3 separate regions of the Mus musculus genome follow, and regions 1 and 3 are each linked to region 2. The links are chromatin contacts, called in public Hi-C maps. All regions are on one chromosome and are shown on one strand. The core of a region is the stretch at or near the end of the contact, and the rest is flanking DNA. Distances in the headings are between cores, read along the strand shown.

Region 1 (4,169 bases), core at 1,017-3,516, 160 kb before region 2:
CTTAAGCTCTGGGGTATGATGTAGATTTTGTCTTCCCAGAGGGCATACTCATGTTTAGTTGTGTTCCCATCAATTACCACCAAGGCCTTTTTGTGCAATTAGGGGGGTGGTTAATTTACTGTAAGTAAAGTTACTACCTGTCTAGGGATTAACTGATCCAGGTTGGAAGTCACAGACTTTTGAGTTTGGTTTCAAAGCAGGAGTTGATTTCTTAACTCTCCACTGCTGTTTTGGTAGCAGTTTCTGGGTTAGTTTGTGATCTTGGTGACAGCAGGTGTTTTCTTGGTTCTGATTCTCAAGGCTGAATAAACTGTGTTGGATAAAATGATAAGTGTCATTGGAAAATCCTAGCAACAGGTGCCTTTGCACTTGATACCATTGGCAGGGAGGGAGCTGCAAGGGGCTTCTGCTGCCTCCATTGTGGACTGTCTGTCAGTACTCTGATGGCTAGAAACTACGGCCAGGATGGTGTTCGGTTGATAGCTGATACCTCAGGGAAATAAAATCTGCAGGAAAATTGATGCTGGACCTCACAGAATATAAAGATGTCATTTTACAATGTTTAAAGCCAGCTATGGAGAATAGCAAGTTCACTAAAGATTATTTGTTGTTAAAAAGGTTTTCAGTGTAGTCTGTGCCATGAAGTGACTCACTTCATGTGACCCCAATTCGAGAGGGAGTACATTCCATCTGGATCTTCACTTCTCTGGAAAAAAATGGCCCAAAGGATCACAACCAACTTCTTTGCCATTAATTGGTCTTTCCTTACTCTTTATTTTATTTTACTTTATTTTATTTGTAGGTAATGTATTTATTTTTACTTTTTACTTTTAGTTTTTGAGTCTTACTGTGTACTCCTGGCTGACTTGTAGCTCCCTATGTAGACCAAGCTGGCCTGGAACTCCCAGAGATCTGCCTGTATCTGCCTCCTGAGTGGTGGGATTAAAGGCATGCACCACCCCTGCCTGGCTAAAGTTTTTATTATTTAGCATGTTTTTTACAAATTGTTTTTATTTTAGACAGTATGTTAAATATTTTTAAAAAACTTGGCAAGAAGTTTCTTGAATATAATTTAAAGAGTTAGTTTAGTGTTTTAGTATTGTATTTTTAATTTTATCTTTTAAAATTATGCATATAAATATATCTTGATCATGTCATGTAAACTAAATGATATTTTGATATGAGTTGCTAGTAAACTGCTGTAATTAAAGACATACAGATGAAAGAAGCGGGATCTTGAACCATAATTGAAATTGTACTGAGCCAGGGGTCATCAACTTAAAAGGGGAAAACCTGAACTGAGTTCCATGTTTTGTTTTGTTTTGTTTTTTTTTAAAGATTTATTTATTATTATACATAAGTTCACTGTAGCTGTCTTCAGATGCACCAGAAGAGGATGTCAGATCTCATTATGGGTGGTTGTGAGCCACCATGTGGTTGCTGGGATTTGAACTCAGGACCTTTGGAAGAGCAGTCAGTGCTCTCATCCACTGAACCATCCGAGTTCCATGGTTTTAAAAGTGTGAGCTATCACATGTGGTCGTGAATGGACCCTACTTACAAGGTGAGCATTGGGTAGAGTCCCATCTCTGTCCCAGGCCACGTGTCTAAGGATTCAGAAAGGCCAGGAGGTCTGGCCCTTGCCTGTGTTTTACTACAGTCTTCGTGCCATGGGTCTGGGCGAGTTGCTTCCACTCTTGCAGTTTTCATTTGCCTGTGTGAAGGTAGAGTGGAGATCACAAGCAATCCACGAAAAGGCTTTAGTGCCATGGTGATTCCCTGCCAGATCTCCGAAAGGAAGTTTTCTACAGACTCTGGGAAGGACATTAAATAAGTGAAATGGAAACAACCTCATCTAATGTCTGACTCAGTTTAGAAATGTGACTTTTCTGAGAAGGGTGTGCACCTGGGCCTTTCCTGGCTGAGTATTAACTCAGGTGACTCAAAACTAAGATATGTTGCTGTGTAGTTTGTAAGTACTTTGAAAAAAACAGGTCACAGCATTAGGTAATGTGGGAAACTTGCAGTTGGCAAGCAGGTCTTTGCATTGAAGACAAAGCAGGTGACAAGTGCCTTGGAGCACAAGTTTAAAAAAAAAAGTAAGGGGCACGCGGACAGCTACTTGGAATAGTGTCATGAAGAAGCATCTAACTGCTTGCTCTTCTGTTGTTTTACTTCTTTTAAGTGACTTAAGTCAAGGTAGACTCTCAAATTGTGCTTTTATGAATCATTTCAACTATGTCATGTAAACAGTATGAATGTGTGCTTCTCTAGGCCCTTTAAATGCTTGCAGTTAGTGATTTGTCTCCTTTGGATGACTAATAAGATACTGGCTTTTGTGCTATTTGCTTTACGGAAAAAAGGAATAGCTTTCTTTTACATTAATTTTTTTTTTTTTTTTACCACACTCAATTGGATTGATTCACTTGTAACTCTGTGTGTGTGTATGTGGGGGGGGGGGGGCGCACTTGCCCATACTTTATGTGTAGGGATAGTTGGAACATATGAAGTCTCAATTTTAGTTAGATTTTTATCTTGTGTTAGGCAAAGATATCTGCCCTTTTTTATGGCCACTCCCTCAAGAAATTAAATGTCCACAAAATTGGTGACCTGTTTTTAAAAGGACTTGTAACATCTTTCTAAATGAGAAATCATTCCAGCAGTACCTAATATTGGCAATTTTCTTCTGTCTGCTTTTAGAACTTATTGGCCAACCAGGTCAGACATTATTAAAGTTCAAAGGGCCCAGAGGGAAAAGTAATGGTTTTGTACTACTATGAATTTTAAATGTTGCCATTTTCTCCTGTTACAGCATCATCTGTTCTCACATGCCACTAAAAATGTATAGAAGTTTTAGACTAAATTCAAAGTCAAGGTTATAAGAGTCAAGATGCCTCTTGCTCATTCTTGTAGGCGTTTGCTACCCACATTATCAGCATCCCACCGTTTAGCAAGACCCCTTTCACATTCTGAAGAACTTGCTATGAAGATAGCAGGATATGTTTGCTGGGGGCAGGGAGATGGTAGTTTGCTTATCACTTCTTGGAAATGCATATACAGCTTTAGTCAGAGAATCTGTTCTCACAGAACACAACAGCTCCAGTCTATCCTGACACAGACAGACTGGAGTCCTTTAGTTCTGGCATACTGTGTTTAGTACTTAACAGATGTAATGCTCTCTCATCTTTTCCTCATTTTGAGGATTGAACTCAGGCCCTTGCATATGCTGGGCAGGCAGTCCACACCATCAGCCCATAGTACTGTTGGAAGATACAACGCTTGGGAAAGCACGGATGCCCACGTGCACATAAACATTTGTTGGATTACTAAGGGGAAGGTGCTGCATTTTAGCAGACTGAATCTCTCTCTGTGTTGTACATCGGAGTGTGACTGGACACACCCAGGTTCCCATCACTTCCTAAGCCGCTTCAAAGCACATGACTCACTGAAACTGATAGCTGGTGACTTGTACAGCCTTTCTGTGAGGTGGGCACTTTGCAGCACCTCAGGCCTCTTTCCTGGCTTTGCATTTCATTTCTGCCTGAGTTAAGAGTCAGATGTGGCTGGCTTTCATTGCTCCCTTATGTCTCTCTGGAGACTGTTTACAGAGATGTTGATGTGGGTGAAGTAACTAACTTTGGTACCGAGGGGTGAGTGAGATCACAGTGCTCCTTTTGGAGCATCTGTAGTCATAGTCTGGCCATAGTCTTTTCCCCTACAAAACCTTTTTATCAATTTCTGATATCTTTTCAAAAAAAGATATTGGATTGTTATCAACTTTGTGATATTATCATTTTCTCAAGTGCCAACGAAGGCCACCTTATACTAGGTTTTTCTCCCTGGTTTTTGGTTTGGCCAAAACTTTTGGGCCTTAAAAGTTTTATGACAGTTAACAGTGTGTTAGGTTTGTGAAGCTTCAAATCTAACTGTTTGTCATCTCCGTTCCAAAGACGAGCCTTCTCTGTAGTGGTGGCTTCTGTTGTGTTCTCACGTGCAGTCACCGTGAGTGCTTATTCTCTGCTTGGGAGTGGGAAGGCTTCTTGGTTTTCTCATAACGTAGATGTGCATTTGTTTTGAGGCTGTCTGAATGGTAACGAGGAGGAAGGTCATTCTTTACTAAGTCATCACTGTGAGAATTAACCGTGAGCAAGGCAGATGTAAAGTAAAAG
Region 2 (3,970 bases), core at 1,167-3,666:
TACAATAATAAAACAAAATTTAAATATGGCTGCCATTACCAACCCACATGGTTTTTGTTTTAAATGGCATCAAGCAAATAAAGAGCTTGACAAGAATATCTGAGACATATCAAATATTTGATAAGTACCTGTAGGCTCTTAGGATTATGGTTATGTTTTTTATAATTATTGCTGATATCACTTTAGTCAAAGAAATAGTCAAATAGTTGTGTCTTCTACCAGTCTCAAAGTCAAAGTTTCTAGCATGCCAGAAAAATAAGACTGGAGTGAACTCTGTCCCGGGTTAACTACAGGGGCATTACACTGACTAGAACGCCATACTCTGGTTGTATTAGAAAGAGAAGTATGAAGCAGTTGGTTCCTGGGCTCCTAAAGCCCAGGACTTATGAGCTCAGGCCTTCGTGTAGGAGCAGCCCTGCCATTAACCCTCCAGGGTCCTCCTGGTCCTGATGGTGCCTGTACCCAGGTGGGTCTTTTCAGCCCCTCAGCAGTGTCCCTCTTCACGGTAATATCCCTGGCTCATGGCTTCATCCTGCAACTCCAGCACTAATTAAGCTAAACCTTTAAGAATCTTACCCAGCCTGAACCTTCACCAACTTAAGTTTTATAGCAATAAAATTGACCTTCCAAGTTCACATTCCTCTTTGCATTCCTTTTCTTTTTATTTCTCTTCTGACATCTTATTGCATATGACTGTTTATGGGAGAAGACAGGTTCTGATATAGAAGCCATACAATTTTCTTTTAAAAAGCTCTGTAGGAAACACTGGAAAGATCAACTTGGTGTGCATATAGGCATGTACACGCATGGATGGGTAGGTAGGAAGGTAGGTACATACATACATACATACATACATACATACATACATACATACATAGAGGGAGAGGGAGAGAGACTATGTATTGCTTTGAAAAGTGAAGCTCTGAGGTCTGCAGACCTCTGCCAACCTGTGTGGGGCAGTATTCCAGGATCGGATTTGTTGTTCAAGGAGGGCAAGTTGTTCACTGTAATAGTTTGATATCTCTTCACTCATCTTAAACACCTTAAGGTATTTGGAAAGGGAAATAAAAATAAAACTGGTGGGAACAGTGGTACTTCATTTTGACTGATGTTTTTACAACCTTATCATCTAGATAAGAGCTACTGTAAACAAAAGCCTCCCTAGATTGATTGTATTTAAAAGGAACTAAAAACCACCTGTGTGCAGCAACCGGCTTCAGGGGGTTTGGGGGTTTGCTTTGCTTTGCTTTGCTTTGCTTTGCTTTGCTTTGCTTTGCTTTGCTTTGCTTCTTAACAACTAATTCCCACAAGTCCTAACAACAAAAGCCTGCAACAGGAGTCTTCTCAGGACTAGTACTTTTGGTTTCTCCCAGGCCAAAGACCATGGCAGGACACTCTACAAAACACAGGGACCTACCAGCATTCACAGCGTGCAGACAAGGACAATGTGGCTTTAATTCAAGGCTTATTCTCTTGCTCTTATAAGACAGATTCTCGTCCCTGTGCGGTAGACTTATTAGCAAAAGTGTTGTTGGGGGTTGACTTGGGGGATAGGTGTGCAGGGCCTTACACAGATGTATGCATTTGCAGATTCACACCCAACTAAATAAACATCGACTAAGTCCTGTGTGCCCTGAAATAGGAGCGACCCTCAGACAGCTTCTATTCTAAAAGTTTAAGTTTGATAGCTATCAAAATTATTTATATGAGAGAGAGTGTGTGTGTGTGTGTGTGTGTGTGTGTGTGTGTGTGTATGTGTGTGTGTGTGTGTGTGTGTGTGTATGTGCGCAGGATGAATTTTTTTCACTTTCACTTACCTGATCCTTTTCTTCTTGGCTTCTAATTTGTTTTTCTCATTTCCAACATTTTCTTCCATGATGGAAAATGGAACAGTTTTATTTGGGGGTGTTGTAGGGGCGGAGAGATGATTTGTTTATCCAAAGAGATTTTCCTTATCATGAAATACTTGCTGTAAAGAAGAGACAATTTAACTACCCATTTAGAGCAAATTGGGCTCTCGCATACCTGAAGCCTTGTATCACACTTGCCTAGTGATAGATTTATAGGGCAAGTACACATCAGCCTTAATCCCTCAGTTATGTGACTTTGCCAGGGATGAAGACTCTAGTTTTTTTAAAGCAGACTTTTATATATTCAGAACCTATAAATCTCCTAGTGCCTTGAGATAAATGTCTCACTGAACTCTGAGTTACCCTGTGATCTTTAGCGAACTGAGTCAAAGTAAAAGAAACTCGGTCTGTCCTAGTCCTGACAATAAAAGTCCACATGAGAAGGAAGAAACTGCATAAGCAGTATTATGTAATCAACTATTTAGAAATGCATCTCTCATATCCAGGAAGTTGGGCAGCAGAAGTTGGGAAATAACCACAGGACTTACCAGAGCGAGTCGGTGGGCAGAGTAGTCGGAACCAGTGTGGCTGTGGGTAGTCAGCCCAGGCTTTGCCAAGCCAGTGATCACTATCCATTATGCCTGTCATATCAATTATGAATTCTCTGACACCAAACACTAAATCAGCTGAAATGATGGGTTTGCCTTTGGCGTGTTTCCCTGGGGAAATAACTGAGAAAACATGTAATAATTCACACAACCAATTTTGTAAACCACCCCCAACTTTTGGAAGAAGGCTGGGAATAAATTCTAGGTGGTGAGATGTGATTTGCACCCAAGTGCTCCTGAAGCATTCACTCATTCTCGGTGCTTTGGCGCTTTCAAAGTGGATGTGACCTTGGCCCAATGTGAATCTCGAAGGTTTCCTTTTCTCCCCTTGCCCCACTGCTGCTATGCCAAATTCTTCCCATCCAGGGGTGTGTCTGTCTCCCATCCCTGGTATCCTTGTTTGAAATATACCAGCCTGTACCTTCACCAACCTTAATCATCTCAGAAGATTCTACCCCAATGTTTCCTGTCTCTTGGGAACCCTGACCCCACTCTTCATTCTCCAGCCCTAATGGAAGCATTGTGGGAAATTTAAAGGGACCAAGAGATGAATAAATACATCATTTGAAAACTCATCTTTTCTAGATAGACTTGCCAAATAACACATCATTGATATAATTATTCTTTTCCTGTGAAACCTTTTGCATTTGATATATTAAATAAAGTACATGCCCATTTAAGTGGAGATAGATTTTCTTCAACATCATTCTTAAATTGTATGTAACTTTAAGAGAAAACCTTTTCTTTACTGCCCTGTTGTTTACTCTACAGGTTGAATATGCACGCATATATGTATACATTCCTGTCAGGTCAGTTCAGAGGAGTTGGCCCAGGCTAGAAGTAAACATCTATCCAAGAATATCTTCTTTTGCTCTATTCCTCTGTCGAAGGAGGGAAAAAAACTTAGTTAGAAAGACCCCAAATATGGCATCTAAGAATATCCAGCATAGTACAAAGAAACATAGTGCCATTTTTCAAGATAATCTGATGTGGACTTGGCAATGTCTAATTACGGAAACATGCAGGAGAATCTCGGGTCACTTGGATGGTGTTTGCATATGGATTTGGCTTGTCTTCCATATAAAGGACTGTTTATTTTCTGTGTGGCGTGACAGCCTGAAGTGAATCAGCATATTAGTTACTTTTTTATTTTTAAGTTTTATAGAAAATATGTTGCGTAGAGAAGATGAAGTTGTCATTTTTGCTCTTTTTTGTGAGGGAAGTTTAGGGTTGCTTTGGTTTGGCTTTAGGGTGTCTTCTTGTTGTCATTCTGTTTATATATCCCGAGCTACCCCTGAACTTATTGTGAATCTAAGGCTAGTCTTAAAACCGTGAACTTCTTCCCACTGCCCCAGTGCTGGGATTCCAAGTGTACACTAGTAGGCCTAGCATGAAGTTGTATTTTTAAAATCCATGGCTAGGTTCTTTTTTTTTTTTTTTTTTTTTTTTTTTTTTTTTTTTTTGTTATTTCAATTTACAATCATGATCCTGCTGAGCTAAAAAAAAAAAAAA
Region 3 (4,244 bases), core at 1,027-3,526, 200 kb before region 2:
CAAGATGGCTCAGTGAGTAACCACACCTGTTACCAAGCCTGACAATATGAGTTCGAGCCTCAGGGCCCAAATGGTGGAAGGATGAACACAATTTGTCCTTTACCTGAACTTGTGTACTAGTGTACATTCGTGCACACACACACACACACACACACAAATTTCAAAAGGAATGATAACAGCATACGTATACATCCAAAGTTAGTAAAATAAGTAAATAAATAAACAAATAAACAAACAAGTAACTAATACACTCAAAACAAGCCACACATATCTGAAATTATCTTTTGAAATAATCTTTCTGTGTCTCACTGGATGAAACATATCTCCATTCCTTTTCTCCTTTTTTTCTAAACATCCTAATACTATGCCCCATGTCAGGTTTATATTAACATTTTTTTTCTCTACTCTTATCTCCAAACAAGGTCTACGCTTTTCTCCAGTCTCTGGTGCTCCTCCCTCCTGTGTACACTACCGTTGTCTGCCTGTATTCTCTCCTTCCTCACTTAGCCCATCTGCTCCTCGGTAACCACTGACAGTCGGAGATGGGGTGGCGGGAGGGAGAAGGAGAAGGTTGGGAACATTCAGGTTTAATAGGTTTAGCTGTCACAAAAATTAACATTCTAAATTTTGAAAAATTGCTCAACTTTGAGCACTGCCTGAACTTGATGGCATGTAAATAATGAGCAAAAGCCCTTCTAACTATTCTGTACACCTGGATATGCCCCCCAGGAAATTCCTGTTGGTGACTGCTGTGTTATTTTCCCCATGCATGGCAGACAATAGTGAGGCATTCCCACCAGTTATCTCCCATGGACCCAGCTTAGATGCTGTTAGCACAGCACCAGTATTTCAACATTCCTTTGGCTTTGCCATCTTTATGTTCATTCTAAATTAAGAAGTCTGAAGCAGATCTTATCAAATCCGTGATATTGTTAAGAGCACTTCAAGGTCCTTTTAAAAACAAGAATTACTCACATCAACCTACTTTATTGCTTCATTTTCCTACTCCAAAGGACACCAAGTATACTAAAGCAATTTAACATGGCTGTAACCTACAATTTCAGCTTACCCCGAGGGGCCACTTCACCTCTTGTCTTCCTTTTCCAGACCAAATCAATAGAGGGGAGAATCAAGTCAAGACATATGTCATAACTGTATCAAAGGTCAATGAGGTTTAAACAAATTGGGCTCCACTCATAAATAATTGACTCACAATTTGTACTGAAGTACGGGGTGAAATGGTGTTCACCTGAAACATATTTAAGGTTTAATCAACCTATTGTTGACACCCTGAGAACTGTAACTAAACATGTGCTTGGGTATGAAAGTCATCTATCGACAGAGACGCTCATGGAGGTAATAATTCCATGGGGATCATGTATGGTCTTCTTTGTCTGTCACAAAAGAAGCTAAGGGAGGCTGTTAGTGTCCATATTCTTAACAGTGGACAGAATGACAGACTGTAAGCATTCCTGAAGGTCAGCCCTATCATGAAATTTGTACCTTTGTTGAGGTGAGGCATGAGTTTAAATTCCTGGTGCTATGAAGGTGAGGAGGAAAAGGCCACACTCCTCTGGATTAGGATCCCCGGCATCCAAGTGAGGAGCCTGCCTTCTGGTTCTTTGTTTAGCATCCAGGAGACTGTGAGTGTTGGGAAGGCTTTATAGAGACCGTCCAAGTCTTCAGTTACAGTTCTGGCAAGCTGAGCGTTATGCTCTGAGATGGACCATACCTGTACTCTCAGACCTTGTGGACATGAGGTAGAAAGACTGCACATTTGAAGCCAGCCTAGAATTCACAGTAAAGTCTAAGGCAGTCAGTTGGGCTATCTAGTAAGACCCTGCCACAGAAAACAAAACAAAACAAAACAAACAAAACAAAACAAAACAAAACAAAAGCAAAACAACCTCCACCAAGACCAAAGTCAAAATCTCTTTAGCAGAAACTGAGCACATGTGGAAACTTGAGTCATACTCTGGAGAAAAGACGCGGGTTGAAGCCATGGAACGAGGTGCTGATCAGACTCTCTATGCAAGATTCCCTTTCTGTCTTGTAAGGAAGGGAAGACATGAGCAGATGACTCAGCAGTGCTGCCTCTCTGCCCTCTTCTTGTCTTGAACAATAACCAGATGCCTGCTTCTGGGACAGCCATCTTACAACTGTGAATTAACAAGCAAGAAAATAAAAATCTAATGCACCAAGTATGGTAAAGAGAAAATCGGACTTGGGCCTTTTAAGAAGTCGTTAAACTGTCATCTATTTTCAGCCTCGTTATTTTGTGAAGTAATTAAACATCCCTACTGTGCAAGGCCAAAATCAGTCCTGATGGACACTGTGATGGATGCTAGTGTCCCTCCTTTCAAGGAATAAATTCCAGGAATTTATTATCCACTCAGGGAAACAACAAAAGGGCCCAAATAGCCCTTATGACTCACAGAAAAGTGTAGAAGCCATGAGAAAAGTATAAACAAAGCACTATAAAGATTTACAGGTGGGAATGACCTGGTCCAGATGGGGAAGATGGAATTGAAAATAAAGGAAAGGCAAGGAAAGGAGAACTAGCTGGGGCTTAGAGATATTTGCAGCTTTTTGTTGTTGTTGTTGTTAATTTTTATTTTTAAATTATGTATATACCTATCTTCTTTCTGTCTCTGTCTCTTTGTGTGTTTCTCTGTGGTGCCTCTCTATGTCCTCTCCTTTTCCTCTCTCTCTCTCTCTCTCTCTCTCTCTCTCTCTCTCTCTCTCTCCCTCTCTCTCTCTCTTTGTGTGTGTGTGCACTCACGCAGGTGCACAGTACCAGCAAAAGCCAAAAGAGGGCACCAGATGCCCTGGAACCAGAAATAGAGGCAGTTGTGAACTACCCACATGGATGCTAGGAACTGAACTCAGGTCTTCCAGTAGAGAATTTCATGCTGTTAACCATTGAGCCACCTGGCCAGCCCCAGAGCAGTACAATATTGAGCACGTGGTTGAACCTGGTAGATTTTTGCTCTTCTTGAAGACTTCAGTTATTGAAAGTTAAACTTTCATTAAGAACCTAGAGCAGGGGAAATTAAGAATTTAGTAACTATTTGTTTATTTTCAGGAAATTAGTGTCATACATCATAGCTTGTCTTAATGAGGGAAGCCACACTATCTTTTCAATCCATATTATGGTCCAACAGAATGGGGCTCCTTCCACTAGTCAGTCTAATTGTGTACTGCCTGCATAATAACTGTGATAAAGGAAAAAGAAAGTGGGGCTGGAGAGGCAGCCCTGTGGTTGAAAGTACTGGCTATTCTTGGAGAGAACCCAGATTTGAGTCTCAGCACCCACATAATGGTTCACAAACACAATGCCCTCTTTTGACATGCACTGGCACTTGGTGCACATCTGGTGCACAGACATCTGTGCAGAAAGACATATGAACTTTTTTTTTAAATTGAAATAGGAAGAAAGAAAGAAAGAAAGAAAGAAAGAAAGAAAGAAAGAAAGAAAGAAAGAAAGAAAGCAAGCAAGCTGTGGCATCAGTAGCCTCTCAGCCTGCTTATCTTTCTGGGCTCTATGAGTGTGGTTCTGCTCCTCGGTGAGGAATTAGAATCACATTCTAGGCAAAATGTTGCCATGTTTCACTCTATGGAATTATCACCTTTCATCCAACAAGTGTGTCTAATTTTCACACTGTTGATGAGAAAGCAATAAATTAAAGACATAAATCAGCTACAAGTTGAATAGAAGAAATCTACCCTTGAATAGATTTTTAAAAGCTCTTACCATTCCATTATGTTGCTTTTGGTTAAGGTCAAACCCATTCCTTTCTTGTGGGAAGCCACATGTGCCGTTGCAGAGTGGCACTGACTACTGCTGGCCACCACACATAAGTTTGGACAAACAACCAATGTGTACATATGCAGTAAAGTTTTTTGCAAAGACACTGCCTGGCTCGGGTATGATAATGAGGCTTTGAGAGTATAACCAATCAGATGTGAGACATGTAAATTAGGTATGATAATGAGGCTCTGTGAGGTATAGAGAGAGAGAGAGTAGCCAATCAGATGAGGAACATGCAAATGAGGCTTAGTGCATAACCAATCCGGGTGTGAGACATGCCTCTCCTAGGCCTATATAAGCAGCACCAGTTCCGGGCTCGGGGTCTCTTCGCCTCTGCAATCAAGCTCTCCCAATAAACGTGTGCAGAAGGTTCCTGTTGCAGCGTCGTTCTTGATGGTCGAGTTGGGCGCGCACAAGACTTTCTCTGTGGTCT

The links. A called contact is a pair of places that touch in the nucleus more often than the background predicts.
Region 1: a contact with region 2 is called in a Hi-C map of uterus. The contact joins two enhancer-like sites. A contact is called at or near these places in 8 of 484 Hi-C or Micro-C datasets (the C2C12 cell line, the HPC-7 cell line, nephron progenitors and 1 more).
Region 3: a Hi-C map of uterus shows a contact between it and region 2, with 6 times the contacts expected there. The contact joins two enhancer-like sites. A contact is called at or near these places in 1 of 39 promoter capture datasets (hippocampal neurons), 3 of 484 Hi-C or Micro-C datasets (bone marrow-derived macrophages and uterus) and 1 of 115 datasets of contacts at active chromatin or transcription factors (embryonic stem cells).

What each region holds. Positions count from the first base shown.
Region 1 is chr2:115,607,240-115,611,408 of GRCm38.p6, forward strand. The region is part of intron 1 of BC052040 (cDNA sequence BC052040); the gene reads left to right. Among named protein-coding and RNA genes, the nearest start is that of BC052040, 28 kb to the left of the region's middle. Within about 2 kb of position 2,267, at least 32 of the 459 cell types and tissues checked have an H3K27ac peak or open chromatin away from gene starts, as enhancers often do. A contact at or near this core is called in the C2C12 cell line and uterus, where this site is marked.
Region 2 is chr2:115,762,720-115,766,689 of GRCm38.p6, forward strand. The region is part of intron 10 of BC052040 (cDNA sequence BC052040); the gene reads left to right. It overlaps Gm52524 (a long non-coding RNA gene), which reads right to left. Exons shown (of 3, transcript XR_003953890.1): 3 at 3,960-3,970. Among named protein-coding and RNA genes, the nearest start is that of Gm52524, 12 kb to the right of the region's middle. Within about 2 kb of position 2,417, at least 45 of the 459 cell types and tissues checked have an H3K27ac peak or open chromatin away from gene starts, as enhancers often do. A contact at or near this core is called in the C2C12 cell line and uterus, where this site is marked.
Region 3 is chr2:115,561,560-115,565,803 of GRCm38.p6, forward strand. No RefSeq gene overlaps it. Among named protein-coding and RNA genes, the nearest start is that of Gm39911, 13 kb to the left of the region's middle. Within about 2 kb of position 2,277, at least 7 of the 459 cell types and tissues checked have an H3K27ac peak or open chromatin away from gene starts, as enhancers often do. A contact at or near this core is called in uterus, where this site is marked.